Regions from separate parts of the Mus musculus genome. Here all the other regions are linked to region 1. A link is a contact called in public Hi-C and HiChIP or PLAC-seq data. All regions are on one chromosome and are shown on one strand. The core of a region is the stretch at or near the end of the contact, and the rest is flanking DNA. Distances in the headings are between cores, read along the strand shown. Region 1 holds the start of Rps6ka5 (ribosomal protein S6 kinase, polypeptide 5). Region 2 overlaps Dglucy (D-glutamate cyclase). Region 3 overlaps Dglucy (D-glutamate cyclase).

Evidence for each region. A called contact is a pair of places that touch in the nucleus more often than the background predicts. HiChIP or PLAC-seq counts read pairs in DNA pulled down with a chosen protein or histone mark.
Region 2: a contact with region 1 is called in an H3K27ac HiChIP or PLAC-seq map of embryonic stem cells, with 8 read pairs. The contact joins the enhancer-like site here to the promoter of Rps6ka5 in region 1. A contact is called at or near these places in 1 of 39 promoter capture datasets (macrophages), 2 of 484 Hi-C or Micro-C datasets (bone marrow-derived macrophages and nephron progenitors), 5 of 115 datasets of contacts at active chromatin or transcription factors (the SCID.adh cell line, bone marrow-derived macrophages, embryonic forebrain and 2 more) and 4 of 9 other capture datasets (adipose tissue, liver, macrophages and 1 more).
Region 3: a Hi-C map of granulocyte-monocyte progenitors shows a contact between it and region 1, with 2.5 times the contacts expected there. The contact joins the enhancer-like site here to the promoter of Rps6ka5 in region 1. A contact is called at or near these places in 4 of 39 promoter capture datasets (the C10 cell line, the HPC-7 cell line, liver and 1 more), 1 of 15 datasets of contacts at CTCF or cohesin (the NIH/3T3 cell line), 17 of 484 Hi-C or Micro-C datasets (the C2C12 cell line, the HPC-7 cell line, the N1E-115 cell line and 14 more), 7 of 115 datasets of contacts at active chromatin or transcription factors (CD8 T cells, the HPC-7 cell line, the SCID.adh cell line and 3 more) and 3 of 9 other capture datasets (adipose tissue, liver and pancreatic islet).

The regions. Positions count from the first base shown.
Region 1 is chr12:100,722,157-100,727,125 of GRCm38.p6, reverse strand. Rps6ka5 (ribosomal protein S6 kinase, polypeptide 5) reads left to right here and starts at 2,006. Exons shown (of 17, transcript NM_001330702.1): 1 at 2,006-2,345. The coding sequence starts at 2,246.
Region 2 is chr12:100,814,557-100,819,525 of GRCm38.p6, reverse strand. All of the region lies in intron 1 of Dglucy (D-glutamate cyclase), which reads right to left. Among named protein-coding and RNA genes, the nearest start is that of Dglucy, 38 kb to the right of the region's middle. Within about 2 kb of position 2,440, at least 5 of the 459 cell types and tissues checked have an H3K27ac peak or open chromatin away from gene starts, as enhancers often do. A contact at or near this core is called in embryonic stem cells, where this site is marked.
Region 3 is chr12:100,787,321-100,792,289 of GRCm38.p6, reverse strand. The region is part of intron 1 of Dglucy (D-glutamate cyclase); the gene reads right to left. Among named protein-coding and RNA genes, the nearest start is that of Dglucy, 11 kb to the right of the region's middle. Within about 2 kb of position 2,174, at least 46 of the 459 cell types and tissues checked have an H3K27ac peak or open chromatin away from gene starts, as enhancers often do. A contact at or near this core is called in beige adipocytes, brown adipocytes, granulocyte-monocyte progenitors and 1 more, where this site is marked.

The sequences.
Region 1 (4,969 bases), core at 757-3,256:
GTGTAACATTTACGATCCCTCATTGTCTTAAGGACACGGTTCATCTTCATTCTCAGTTTGCCCGGATTTGGAACCACCTGGGAGACACACCTGTGGGTGTCTCTTTAATGGCATCTCCAGGGAGGCTTAACAGGGAAGATCCACCCTAGCTGTGCTGGGTGTCCTGGATTTAATAGAAAGGAGACTGCTGAGTACCACAGTTTAGCGCTGTCTGCTTCTGACCACAGACACAACTTGACCAAGTGGTCTCCTGTTCCTCCATCTTCCCGCCTCCATGATACACTCTATCCTTAAAATGTAAGTCACTCCCCGACCCTGCCCAGGTCTTTCTTTTTTCTCTTTTGAGTGTTTTTAAGAAAAGGTTTCTCTGTGTAGCCCTGACTATCCTAGAACTCGATATGTAGACAAGGCTGGCTTTGAATTCACAGAGATCTGCCTGCCTCTGCCTCCTGAGTGCTGGGATTAAAGGTCAGTGCCACCACACCTGTTCTTTCTTTAGAATGCTTCTGTCAGGTGTTTTTGTTTTGTTTTGGGTTTTTTTGTTTTGGTTTTTTTTTTTGTTTGTTTGTTTTGTTTTTTTGTTTTTTTTTTTCCAAGAAGGAAAATAAAGATACACTCATCTTTCCTATACAGCTGTTTCCCTTACACTTCATTTAGCCTACCTGTTACTTAGGTCACCAGCATTTGATCTCCTCTAGACCTAGGCTCACAGCTTACCTCTGTGTGAAATGTCTCCAGTTTTGTCTTACTTGCCCTTTAAATTGGCTATCCAGATTTTCTCCTTGCCCTAAAAGCCTTGAGAATAATCGTTGCCATCTGTGCCATTCTCTAATGCTTAATACTGGTTCACAGTTTTGTTTAAATTCTTTATAGTTTCCTGTGCCTGTATACAAGTTGCCCATCTCTCGAGTTCCGTTAATAGCTTTTCAGGAGCAGAAATTGAATCTTATTTTATGATTCACCACACTCTTTGAGTTTCTTAAACATGAAAAATTGGGATGAGGATGTAGTTTAACTGGTAGACTGCTCGCCTAGCATTCATAAAGCTGGAGAGTTCAATCTCCCGCATGTCATAAGCAAGGCATGGTGGCACATACTGCGAATTCCAGCACTGGGAGGTGGTGCTAGACGTACCAGGGGGTCAAGGCTAGGCTGAGCTACACTCCCCACCTCCACAAGTTATTATTTCAGATTTCTCATCCGGAGCCAGAACCTTGACTTTTTGTGTATAGGAGCTACCTGTATTTAATTTTTAAACGTAATTTAGTTTTGCCTTGTGTGAGCGATACATGCCCTTAATTAAAGCTTGTGTGGAGGTCGGAGGTCAACATGTTAGTTCTTTTTCATTATATGGGAACTGCACTGTGGTTGTCCACGTCTGGCCGCAAGCACTTTTACCCACGGAACCATCTTGCCGGCTCCTACCTGTATTTAAACACAAAATTCATTTAATTTATTTAGTGCTACAGAGAATAGTATCATTCGAAGACATGCCATCTTCCAGACAGTCACACATTTGTGGGCCGTTCCCTAGGACCCTCAGACGCGCGCGAGCGCAAACACGTGGGTGACAAGTGCTTCCCTCCAGGACCCTCCTTTGTCCACTGTGATTGGCGGACCAAGCGGTCCAATCGTCTTTCCCCGCCTCTTTCCGCAGTAGCCAATCAGAGGTCCGGAGCGCCTCCTGACTACTAGATACTGTTTACTAACAGATCGAAGCTGGGAATAAGGGGTGTGACCATTCTGGGGAGGTCAGGAGAGGGAAGGCCTGCCTGCGCGTGCGCACCAAAGCGAGTAGGTGGGGCATTCCGTGGGTCTTGCCAATCGGAGCGTTCGCGCTCCTCCCTCTCCTGCCTCCCCGCCAAGCAACAACAATTCGAGCAGCGGGGCGGGGCGGCTCCTGAAACGTCAGGACTAGCCGCCCAATGGGAACGGGCGCTGGCAGACGCGCGCGCGCTGCGCCCAATAGCGCTGGTGGCTCAGGGCTGTCTCCTGGGCTGGCTGTGGGAGGAGCGGCCTGGAGGAGGAGGTGGAGGCGCAGGGCGCGGGGTTGTGCCGTACTAGCGGTGCCCGCTGAGGGGAGGAGGCGGAGGAGCTGCACGGCCAGAGCGGGAAAGAGACTCGCCTCAGTGTCGGAGTTGTGGCGCTGCGGCAGCTCGGCTCCTGGAGCTGTGGAGAGACGGGGCGTCTGCTGTCCCATCAGGTTCCCCTAAGAGCGACCCGCGCGATCGGAAAGAGGGTGAAGATGGAGGGGGAGGGCGGCGGCAGCGGCGGCGCGGGCACCAGCGGGGACAGCGGCGACGGCGGCGAGCAGCTCCTTACTGTCAAGCACGAGCTGCGGACCGGTGAGCGACCCCGCCCTCTGCTGGCCGGGCCAGCCGCGGAGGCGCGCCTGAGAGCCGGCATGGGTGCGCGCACAGGCCAAAAGGGGCGCGGGCTGGGGGGGACGGGCCCGGGGCGGGGCTTCGCGGGCGGGGAATAGTCCGGGGGTCCTGGGAGGCTCTGGGCACGGAGAGGAAAGTTTGCTCCTGCTGGGCCCCCAGTTTCCGACCCAGCCTGGGAAGATGCCTTTATGCCCCCTTTCCTGCATAGGTGACATATCTGTCACTACACGCTGTCTCGAGGGAAAGGTACTCTTTCCCTCAAGAGGTGAGCTGTGTGGAGCTGTGTGTGATGGAGCTTGAAGCTTGAACTCACTTTACCCTGCACCTCTGCCTGGGATGGTTCAGGTGTGAGGGGAGTGTGTGTGTTTGTGTGTGTATGTATGTCTGTACCATCCCTAAGGGACAGCGATCCTGCGAGAGGGGTATTGGTTCTCGGTTAGTCTCTGGTGAAGGAAAAAGGCTTCGTGGTCCTCTGGAATTAAGTCCTTTCTCTCAGAGTTATCGTGAAGTACTATACTCTCTGAAATTTGCCAGGTCTTTTGGCAAGCAGCCTCTATAAATGTAAAGTTTTGGGTGAAAGGCTTCACTAGGCGACTTAAGTGCTTGCATCCCCTGTGCTGGAGATCAGTAAAGCTCCGTGTGCTAAGCTTTTTACTTTTGCTTTTTCATTGTGTAATTCCGGGGTTTGTTTTGGAAAATTCTTATCTGGACCAATTGGTAAAGTTTGGGTCTCCCCAGCCCCATGGAGTCAGGTCTCCCCTTACACTATCATTTCTGCATGGAGAATGTGTTAGAGTGGATCGATAGTTATTAGTGTCAGTGGTTTTAAGATTTTTGACACTTAAGTCTTTGGCACATTATATTAAGTAGACACAAATGGCAAATGGCAGGTTTCAGGTAGAAAGCGGGTCCACCTTGCTGCTGTTTGGAACAGATTGAAACAGATGGATAAAGTTAACTACAACCCACAATTCTTGATTGCCCATTAGTATCTTTGGTGCCAGTCTTATGACTTAGTATAAGATGTAAATTCATGCCTTCTCATTTATCAGTATAAGCACTGCAGTTTTGATGGTTCTGACTCTATAATGTATCCTGACCCAGTTATTCCATAGTATTTTTGAATTCCTCACATAAACAGTGTAGATTCCCTTGGTTGAGATCTTCACTCCAAATGTTATCAAAAAGTGATGTTTTCAACGGGATTTTAAGCCATTTTTCTCAGTATACATGTATGTAGTGTTAATGCCCAGTTTACACCAGGAGCAGTGTCACATTTTCTAGAGTAAGGATTTTGGTCCACCTCCCCCCCATCTTACATAATGATTCCTTGCTGTAAGTGTGTGGAATCATACAGTACAACAAATGCTGCTTGAAGTCTTCTATGCTCAGCCATTGATCATGATACAGCAAGCAGTCTTTTGCTCAAAGACCAAGGGGCAACCTACTTGTTAGTAGTCAGCCAACTGCTCAGTTTCTGGATTTTGCAAACAATGCTAACTCTGTAGAAAACAATGAGCGCTGTTTTATTTCCCTTTGTCAACTAACTGTGTGTGAATCATCAAGTTTGCATTTAGAAATTCTTCTGATGGATGACGAGACTGCACTGAACTCACTAGTAATGTAGTAAAAAGGACAGGAACGGCCATTTAAATGTATTGCTAAGCACGTGGACAACTGATCAGATGTAATGGTCAAAAACACTGTTAAAATATAACTTGAAAGAGTAACTCCTCCGTCACCAGCCAGCTGGGCTCCTCTTAGCACATGTTGCTCTGATAGGAGCTAGAGCAGTGTGGTAGCTGGTGGCTATATTGAATACCATAGGACAAATGATAATTGAATTAGAAACCCAGTATAAGGGCGTGGAAATGGCTCCATTATGGAGACTGAATAGTATGGCATACCCGGACATGGAGTTGGAAGACGTGATGATGAATACTAGCTCTGCCACTTAGCTGGGTGTATAGACTTGGGAAATCACTGCATTCTTTCAGGCTTACTCCTTTCATCTGTAAAATGTGGACATTGAATGAGACACTACTGGAAAAATGTTAATCAGGTTACTTGGCACATAGTAGGAAATATTTATTGAATGAAAATTTAAAAAATAATTCCACAATCAGATCTTATTGTAAAACATACGAATTAATCTAGTGTAGCTGGGAAACGAACTAAGTCATTGGGTGGTTAGCATTATCATATGTGTCTTTGCCTTCTCAAGCAGAGTGTAAACTCCTTGTAATCTGTGTTGCTATTGAATAGCTTGTATTTATCTTGCCCATCACAACACACAGTAGTACAATAATTCATTTGCCTGGGGTTGAAAAGATGGCTCTTTGGGATAGAGTACTTGCCATGTAGTGTGAAGTCCTGAGTTTGAATCCTTTGGGCCTACACAGAAGCTGGTTTAGTAGTGTGTATCTGTCATCCCAGTGCTTGTATGGCACCGTGAGAGCTGGAAAAGACAGAAGAGTCTCTGGAAGCTTGTACGTCAGCTAGCTTGGTACACACAGTGCTGAAGAACAAAAGAGCCCTGTCTTAAACAAAATGGAAGGTAAGGATGGATGTGGTGGCATGTGTGT
Region 2 (4,969 bases), core at 1,191-3,690, 92 kb before region 1:
AACAGAGGTTAAACAGCTAGAGACGGTCTGCTCATAACAAATGATAGCAGTTGCCACCGTCTCTGGGCACCCACTATGCGTCAGGCACCATCTATTGGCTATTTATAATAGCCCCTAAAGAAAGGCACACTTAAGCTCTTTGTGGACAAGGAAACAGAGGCCAAGGGAGGTCCAAGAAGTTACATAAAGTCCATAATTCATGGGTAGAGAACAAATCCAAACCCGATTTAAGTCTATGAGTGACTGCTAACTACCTATCCACATCTATGTATTTATACATCTATGTAATCATACATTCATCCACCCATCATTCACCCATCCATCCAACCATCATCCATCCATCATCTACCCATCCATCCATCATCCATCCATCATCCATCCATCATCCATCCATCCATCATCCATCCATCATCCATCCATCCATCCATCCATCATCCATCCATCCATCCATCATCCATCCATCCATCCATCCATCATCCACCCACTCATCCATCCATCCATCCATCCATCATCCATCCATCCATCCATCCATCATCCATTCATCCATCCATCATCCATCCATCCATCCATCCATCCATCCATCATCCATCCATCCATCATCCATCCATCATCCATCCATCCATCCATCCATCCATCATCCATCCATCCATCATCCATCCATCATCCATCCATCCATCCATCCATCATCCATCCATCCATCCATCATCCATCCATCCATCATCCATCCATCCATCATCCATCCATCATCCATCCATCATCCATCCATCCATCATTCATCTACTCATCCATCCATCCATCATCCATCCATCCATCACCCATCCATCCACCCACTCATCCATCCATCCATCATCCATCATCCATCCATCATCCATCCATCCATCCATCATCCATCCATCCATCATCCATCCATCATCCATCCATCCATCATCCATCCATCCATCCATCCATCCATCACCCACTCATCATCCATCCATCCATCATCCATCCATCCATCATTCATCTACTCATCCATCCATCATCCATCCATTATCCATCCCATCCATAGTACATCAGTATATTTTAGCATCTCCCTCTCTCTCTCTTTTGGAGAACAAACTATTAAATCCACAAATATTATTCTCTAGCATCAAAGATCCTAAGACTGAACCGTTGTAATTAGGTCCTGATTCTTCTTCCCTGTTCCATACTCCCAAAAATAAGACTCAGACTCAAAATATATTCACAAATATCTTGGCCATATATCTAGGCTCTTCTCTGGCTAGAATCATAATTTAAGATAACCCATTTATTTTAACCTACATTCTGCTAAGTGGCTGGTTACCTGTTGGTATGCTCTTACCATACAACTGTCTTGTTACATCTTCCCATGCCTGCTCTATTCCAGAGTGCCACCTTTATTTCCTGGCTAAGTCCTAGGCCACAGGCTTTTGAATTGACAGGAGATGCAATGCCACGCTCTCCAGTCAAGTCAGCGTGACAGGCTGAGGCTTGAAAGCTACTCATGAGGCAAAAGAGTTTCACAGAAACTCACTCCTGGAGTCTGGTGTTCTCTCTAACCCATACATTAATTTTCTATTCCCGAGTTAGTCTAGTGTATGGATCCACTTGCTCTCTTTTAGTATTACCCTATTATAAGTGCATTTTAAGCTTGAATTCTGACATAGCTAAAGCCAGTGTTCCAACAGTCCTAGAACGTCCTTGAGCTAGACAGTGACATTCAGAATAGCCTCTGGTATTACACTATCACTTAGAATAAAAGCCAAGTCGCTCCCATATGCAGGAATTTACAATGGTTTAGGAAGTAGATCGGGCTGTGGTTTTAAAGTATTGCATTATTCATGAGATGGTTAGCTAGAACCAAGACTTGGGTGTGAAAGCCCTTGCCCTAGGAGAGTAAAGACCTCACACCTGGCTTCTAAGACTATAGCTGAGTTACACCCATACACACGTATTTACAATGGCCTAAGGAGAAGGTGGACTATACAATAGACTAAAATAGGAACTATGGCAAGCGCATGAAGCCCTTGACCCTGGCTTCTAAGATTAAGTGAATCTTAGGTGGAGCCCTTGCTGATCCCAGTTGTTAACAATGAATTCTATCCCAGGTGGTTCCCGTTAGACCTTCTGTGTTTGCATTCCTCTGTTTTATGTAAGAATCCAGTAACCTCTTTGTACCTTGCTGGTATGTCACCCAACTTCCTTATTGTCTTCTGCATAAAAAGTCTGATGCTGGATTTGACATTACATTCAGATACTACACAACCTCTCCTGTGTGCATCTGTCTATCAATTCATCCGACGCTTTGCCCACCCGAGACTAGAGACCCGTTCCACGAAGACAAAGGGGCCCAGAGAGTCTGTGGCAATGCAATATGTACAATACATAAGCTATTCTCTCTACACTGAGCCCCAAAGACAACCACCCTCTCAGCAGAATCTGACACACCCCAACTCCAGAGTAAACAGATCTGGTCCACTCTTATGGTAGATAACTGAAATTCCACCTTCATGGAGCCACCCCTTTGCTTTATTCAGTTCTAGGAATTCATCCTAAGATATTTTCAAAGAGCAAATAAAATCCCAGAGTGCATTAGCAGTGCTGTTTGTCATATAAATAATTTAGAAACAACTAAGTAGAAGCTAATTGAACACATCCAGGTTTGGTTATATTGAAGATTATATGTGTGGTATTTGTCTTGTCTTTTTTTTTCCCCCTGCTATAACAAATACCCGAAACTGAGTAGCTTATTTAAGAAAAAAAGTATATATACATAATTTTAGTAGTCAGGTATAGTGGCACATGTCTTTAGTCTCAGCATTTAGTGGGCTGAGGGAGGAGTATGGTCAATTTAAGGCCAGACTGGACTACATAATGAGTGTGAGGCCAGCCTGGTCTACAGTATGAGTTACAGAACAGCCAGGGCTACACAGAGAAATCCTGTCTCCAAAACCCATTAAAAAATACAAATTAAAAACAAACAAACAAAACCTAACAACTATTGGGCACACATTCAAACCACATCCAGACCAGGAAATGTCAGATCACTTAACTATTTTTTAAATGAGCTAAGTCTTTAATTTTTTTTATCTCACTAGTCCTAAAATGAGGTATCTCTTTGTGCCTCATCTAAAACAATTTCTCCAACATATGAAGGAATCTATGTACAAGTGCACCACCCATATCCAAATCCATATAGGCCAACTCTGGAAGGGTAGACATGGAGGTGATGGAGGAGGGGGAGGAGTTGAACATGGGAGTCCCATTCGTGGAGAGGTTGATTTGTTTTCCCACACATCCCTAGGTCTGTCCTGGCCTCCATCTGCTCTTAAGCCTCCCTCTTCATCCAACTCCAGGGAGCCAGAGTCACTCAGGAGAGCCTTCCCTACTCATCTGAACATTTCACACTCTGCCAGAAATCCAGAGCTTCCACTGTTCTCTCAGAGAGCATGCCCCCTCCTCTCCATCTCTGTATCAACTGAGGGGTGTTGGGAACACTGAAGAAGGGACCAAAGAGGTGTCTTTCTTAGTGCTCTACTGCTGTGAAGAGACACCATGACCATGGCAACTCTTATAAAAGAAAACAGTTATTGGAGCTGGCTTACAGTTTCAAAGGTTTAGTCCATTTTCATCATAGCAGGGAGCATGCAGCACGCAGGCCGGCACTGTGCTGGAGAAGTAGTGGAGAGTTCTACAGCTAGATCCTCTGGCAGCAGAAGGGGAGAGACTCTGGGCTTGGAGTGGGCTTTTGAAACCTCAAACCCACCTTCAGTAACACACTTCCTCCAACAAAGCTACACCTCCTACTTCTTTCAAATAGTGCCATTTCCTAGTAACAAAATATTCAAATCTATGAGTCTAGGTCGGTCATTCTTATGTAAACCACCATAGTGACCTAGAGTGTGCTCTGAAGTGGAGATGGATGGAGAAATATTTGTGATCCAATCCTAAATTCTTTCTCATAAACTATCTACAATTTATATGTAGACAAATTGCACTAGTGTTCAAGCACAGTACATTACCCATCCACCTATACCTCTATCCATTCATCCATCAATACATCTATCCATCCACTCATTTATCCACCCATCCGTCCAAACACCCACCCATCCATCCATCTATCCACCCTCTCATCTATCCACCCACTCATCTCTCCACCCACCCATCCATCCATCCACTCACCCATCCATCCATCCATCCATCCATCCATCCATCCACCCACCCATCCATCCACTCATCCATCTATCTATCCATCCATCCATCCATCCATCCATCCATCCATCCATCAACTCACCTACCCACCCACCCATCCATCCATCTATCCATCCATCCATGAAACATCATGGTGAAAGTGCAAACCAAGAGCAAGTTGGTATCTCGACCTAGCTATCGTGAATCATTGACCTCTCTGTTTGTTTTCTCATGGGACTACTAATACTATGAACCTCAGTAGTTGTGCTCAGCCCTAATGAGTTAGCACATGTGAAGTTCATGGGTCACTTCATGGCCTGGCTTCCATTTAGCCTTGCAGAAGTGTTTCCTTCATTTGTTACTCTATGTGCAATGTGCTGGAGACACTGTGGTAATAATACAGCCACAGCCCACGCCCATAGGGATTTACCAGCCCAAGAGACAGACATTAAACACATAATTACCATCAGCCTGTCTCCTGTGGAGAGGAAAAAAGTAAACAGTTAACTACAACACAATGTACTTAGCATTCCTAGGCTATACCGACTAGGGCTAGAAAAGGAGCTGAGTCCAAAGAGATGAATAAGGGGTTTCTTGGGTAAAAGCGAAAGACCTTTTCAGCCCATGGACAGAAGGGACAATGGTAGGGAAGCTCATGGAGGGATCCAACGTTCTGTGCATCTGTAAGGGACATAGGTAGGGAGTGGCAAAAACAGGGGTACCAGCACACAGCGGGAACCCGACACACAGGAAGCCTTCACTCTGTATCTCCTGCCAAGGG
Region 3 (4,969 bases), core at 925-3,424, 65 kb before region 1:
GGGAGAGGGAGAGGGAGAGGGAGAGGGAGAGGGAGAGGGAGAGGGAGAGGGAGAGGGAGAGGGAGAGGGAGAGGGAGAGGGAGAAGGAAAACAACAACAACAACAGCAAAATCCCAAACCAGACATGTGTTAGGAGGCACATGCTCCACCAGATCTCAGGACTCACGCAACCATAATGATTAAGAATGAGCAATGTAAACTCACCACTCAACAGCAACAAATGAATAACCCAATTAATCCATGGGCAAGGGGCTTAAATAGCTCTTTCTCCAAAGGAAATGTACAAATGAGCAATGAACTAGAAATAGAGGCTGATATTGTAAAGCAGGGTCTCCACCTTCCTCACGCTGTGACCCTCATGGTGTGGTGACCTCCCCACTACACATCACTACCACCATAAAACTGGTTTCATTGATACTTCATAACTGTCATTTTACTACTGTTGTGAACTGTTCTGTAGATATCTGTAGTTTTGGATAGTCTTAGGTAACCTCTATGAAAGGTCATTAACCCCCAAAGGGCTAAAGACCTACAGCCCGAGAAGAACTGCTCTATGGTATAAAGCAGAGTGCACATCAAACCACAAGGACCTGATGGAGAGTCTATTACAAAACACAAAAGCAAAAGCAGAAGACTCACGTTAACCAAGCTTTAGAGAAATGAAACCCTTTGAGCATGAAATGGCAGAGCCTCCTCGAAGATCCAGTGACTCATCCCCAAACAACTAAACAGTGTAGCCAGCAAGCCCACTTCAGGTATGTGCCCCAAAGGATGCAGAGCAAGAAATTCACTACACTTTTACGCATCCGTGTTCCTAACTGCATCATTCACAAAGGCTCAAAGGCAGAAGCGATCTAAACACTGATGGGTGGTAAATAAACATGTAGTTATATACTTCTAGTGCAGTACTACTCAGCCTCTAAAAGGAACAACATTTCTTACACATGCTGTAATACAGATGTGTCCTGAAGCAGTAGGAAAGGCACTACACGTGAGGCCAGGTATAAGATAAACATTGTACGATTCCACTTATATGAACTATCTAAATGAGTTAAGTTCACAAAGATAGCAAAAAATATCAGAGTGTAAGTTCCCAGTGGCTGCTAAAGGGGCAGGGATAGGGGAGAGTTTTAGTTTGAGATGAGGAAAAAGTTCTGGAGAAAGATGGTGGTGTTGGTTGTGGTTCAGTGTCTCTGAATTTGCACTGAGAACTGTTAACATGTTGACCTGTATTGGTCAGTAACCGCCAGTTATAAAGTAGCTGAAACCACTGCTGTGAAATCTGCCATTGATATGCCTGTGCAGAGAGGTTAGAAATGTAGATTTCTAAAGAAGAGGAGGAAGAGGGCTACTTCAGCATGTTCTATAAGAAAAATAACATTCTTGGGGCTGGGTAAATGACTCAACCTGAGTCTGATCTCTAGACCCCGAGTGAAAAGGCTGAGCCTGGTTCATGGTAGTAATCTCAGAGAGGGAAGGCTGAGACAAAGGGGATCCCTGGGACTTTTGGGCCAGCCAGCCTAGTCACTGGTGAGTCCCAGGTCCCAGTGAGAGACCCCATCTCAAAGCACCATGTGTAGTACTTCTGAGGAGCTATATCTGAGGTTGATTTGGATCCCACAAACACCTGCACATGCATATGCACACACACAGACACACATATACATGTATATACACATTTGTGGAAAGCTCTTGTATGCACAAATAAAATTAAATTTAAGAGAGAGAGACAGAGAGAGAAAGAGAGAGAGAGAGAGAGAGAGAGAGAGAGTCCTGCATCCCAGTTGACCTTCTAGAAGGTGGGGAAAGGGAACCATAGCCAGGAGCTCATCTTTCTTTCTGGAGCCAGTTAACCAACTGAACCAAGAACTCAGAAATCACATTTCAGGATTGCAAAAGTCTACTTCCCTGTCCCAGGCTCCCAGTGCAAGCAAAGGGTGGGAGAAGGACAACCAAGTGGAGGGCAGGACACAAACCAGGAGGCCTTCTTCTCTAACTGCCCTGACCCTCAGAAGAGCCTGTAGACAAACAGCAGTCCACTGGAGACAGCACGAGGGTCAGCTGCATAGCGCCCCCCCCCCACCTTCAGCTCAACTTGTCCAGGGCAGAGGCCAAGAGGCTTCAGCCTGAAGCATGGCTGGGGGAGGGCATCGTGCAGGAAATGAGCCAGGAGACAAGGCAAGGACAGAGTCCAGATTCCAGGGTGTGACTTTCCTAGGTTTCTGGCTCTGCTCAGCAGCCCTTGGAGTTATTAGAAAATGACTTTGCAACTGTGTAAGAGTGTCAGAGAGTATCCCAGTCAAGCAACCCACAGTAAAAGATTGTTCAACTGACAGAGGCTAACCCCAGATCTGAGTCTAGAGTCACTATCCTGTAGAGGGGACACACTCTGTCTGAGGTCCCCAGTGAAGATAATGGTAAGGGAAGTTTCCTGGAAAGCATTGTCCTGCATCCTCTGGCTGATGAAGGAACTCATATTCTTCAGCAGACATTAAGAGGCTCCTTGTCGAGCTAAAGGGGGTCTGCAACCCTATAGGTGGAACAACAATATGAACTAACCAGTACCCCGGAGCTCGTGTCTCTAGCTGCATATGTATCAGAAGATGGCCTAGTTGGCCATCATTGGGAAGAGAGGCCCATTGGTCTTGCAAACTTTATATGCCCCAGTACAGGGGAACGCCAGGGCCAAGAAGTGGGAATGGGTGGGGAGGGGAGTCGGGGCAGGGTATGGGGAACTTTTGGGATAGCATTGGAAATGTAAATGAAGAAAGTACCTAATTAAAAAAATAAAAAATAAAATATATAATAAAAAAATAAATATCTTTAAGTAAAAAAAAAAGGCTCCTTGTCACACCTCTGCAATCTACCACATGCTGAGTGACAGCAGCATGCCCTGTCCCCCTCCCTCCATCCACAAACGCTGTGGATTTTATTACAGTCTCTTATTTGTCTCTAAGCTAAAGGCCCCATCCATTTGCATCTGCCATTGGTAACTAGTTGCTAGATTAAGAGCAACGTCCATACCTGACCAAGAAAATTACACATAGGCTAACTTTGTAGCTTGGATCATGTTGGGCAGTGTGATTACAAAATTGTTTAGCTAGAAAGGTAGGTGGTGGGCAGTCATGGAGTGGCGCTTGGAAACCACCTGCTTCTTCTGACATTGTAGTGGGTTGTCTTGAGGCTCTCCCCAAAGATATATCCAAGCTTGAGTTCCCAGTACCTAAGAACATGACCTTCTATGAGGAAAAGGGTGTTTGTAGATACAATTCCATGAAGACTCTTAAGATGAAATTACTGTGGGTCAAGTGAATGACCCGAAGTCCAGTGGCAACATCTATGAAGAAAGAGTTGACAAAGAGGGAGAAACACTGAAGGGGTGGCTTGTGAAAGAGGAGAGGAGGTGGGACAGCAAGGACAGCCTGGGGCAACCAAAACCAAGACAGGTCGGGAAAGAATGTTCCAGAAGCTCGCAGAGGGTGTATGGTTCTGCTGACTCTCAGATGTCAATCTCCTGCCTTCCAGAACTTCTAGCTAACACACTTCTGATGATTGTAGCTTGACATGTGATATGTGGCAACCCAAAGAGGCTGTTACATGTCCAGAAAGTTATAAAAAGTATGTATGTATGTGTGTATGTGTATGTATGTGTGTATGTGTGTATTGTGATGTGTATCTGTGTTGTGTGTGTATATACATGTGTGTACATACTACAGCATACATGTGGAAGTCAGAGGACAACTTTCAGGAGTTGATTCTCCCCTTCCACCATGTGGTTCCTCCTAGGGTTCAAACTCAGGCTTCCAGGCTTGATGGCAGACACCTTTGTCTGCTAAGCCATCTTGCCAACCCCACCTAAAAGGTTTTAAGGCTGTTCTTCCCCGACCCTGGTAGGACAGTTATTTCAGTCTGTATTTCAGACCTAGGTGATCAATCAAAATAACCCTTCCTCATGAACTTGATGTGCGCCACTCCTCAGTGCTAGAGATTGAACCCAGGCCCCCCTGAATGCTAAGCAAGTGCTTTACCATCAAGCTAGACTCTTAGTCCTAGTCCTGTTTTGTTAAGGGATGGCCACATGACCCATGTAGGCACTCTATGTGTAGCTTTAGGGAAGTAATAGTCTATGTCTTTGAAATTGTTATCAGAAACGACAATGTAAGAAGGGGCTACCATTGACTATTTCTGCCATGGAAATAGCTGAGGAAGAAGCCAATAGGGAAAGAAAAACCTAGGCTGAAAAAGGAAAGTCAGGTCTCCATGCACCCCATACTCTACAAACATGTGTGCCTAGAAACATCTTTTAAACAGTAAATACCTCTTTAATGGCTTAAATCACACTGAGACAGAAACTCTGTCATTCCAGAGAACAGGTCCAACAGTAACTTAATTTCAAGCTTGATAGTTAAAAACAACCTTCACCTGACAATGAAGGTGTCTATGAAGCACAGAAAGTTCTTCCTGGTGGACAATGCTTCAGTCAGAGGGATGTATAGGCAATCCCTTTGTTAGAACTGTTGAAGGAGCCCCAGCAGCCTCGCAGCTGAGGAAAGCCACACTGTCCAACAGCCTAATACTCACCAAGTAGCTGCTCCAATAACAAGCCTAATTGCTTACCAAGTAGCTGCCCAATAGAGGACTTATCTCATTCTTCCAGTTCCAAGTCCTGCTGAACTGTCAACAGAACAAAGGCAATGATGTCACGAATGGGGGATCCCAGAGAGGAGAGGTATCAGGGAGGAGATGGTGCTTTCTGCCAGCTGGCTATGCATCTCTATAAGAATGATACTTAAAGCCAAGTGATGCTCTGTTTGAAAGTCAGAAACAGCCAAGGGTGGAGGCTCGTGCCTATAATCCCAGTACTGGGGAGGTGGAGGCAGGAGGACTAGGAGTTCAAGGTCATCGTCAGTTACAAAGCAAGTTCTGGCCCACGTGGAGTGCAGGAGACCCTGTCCCTCCCCTGACTCCC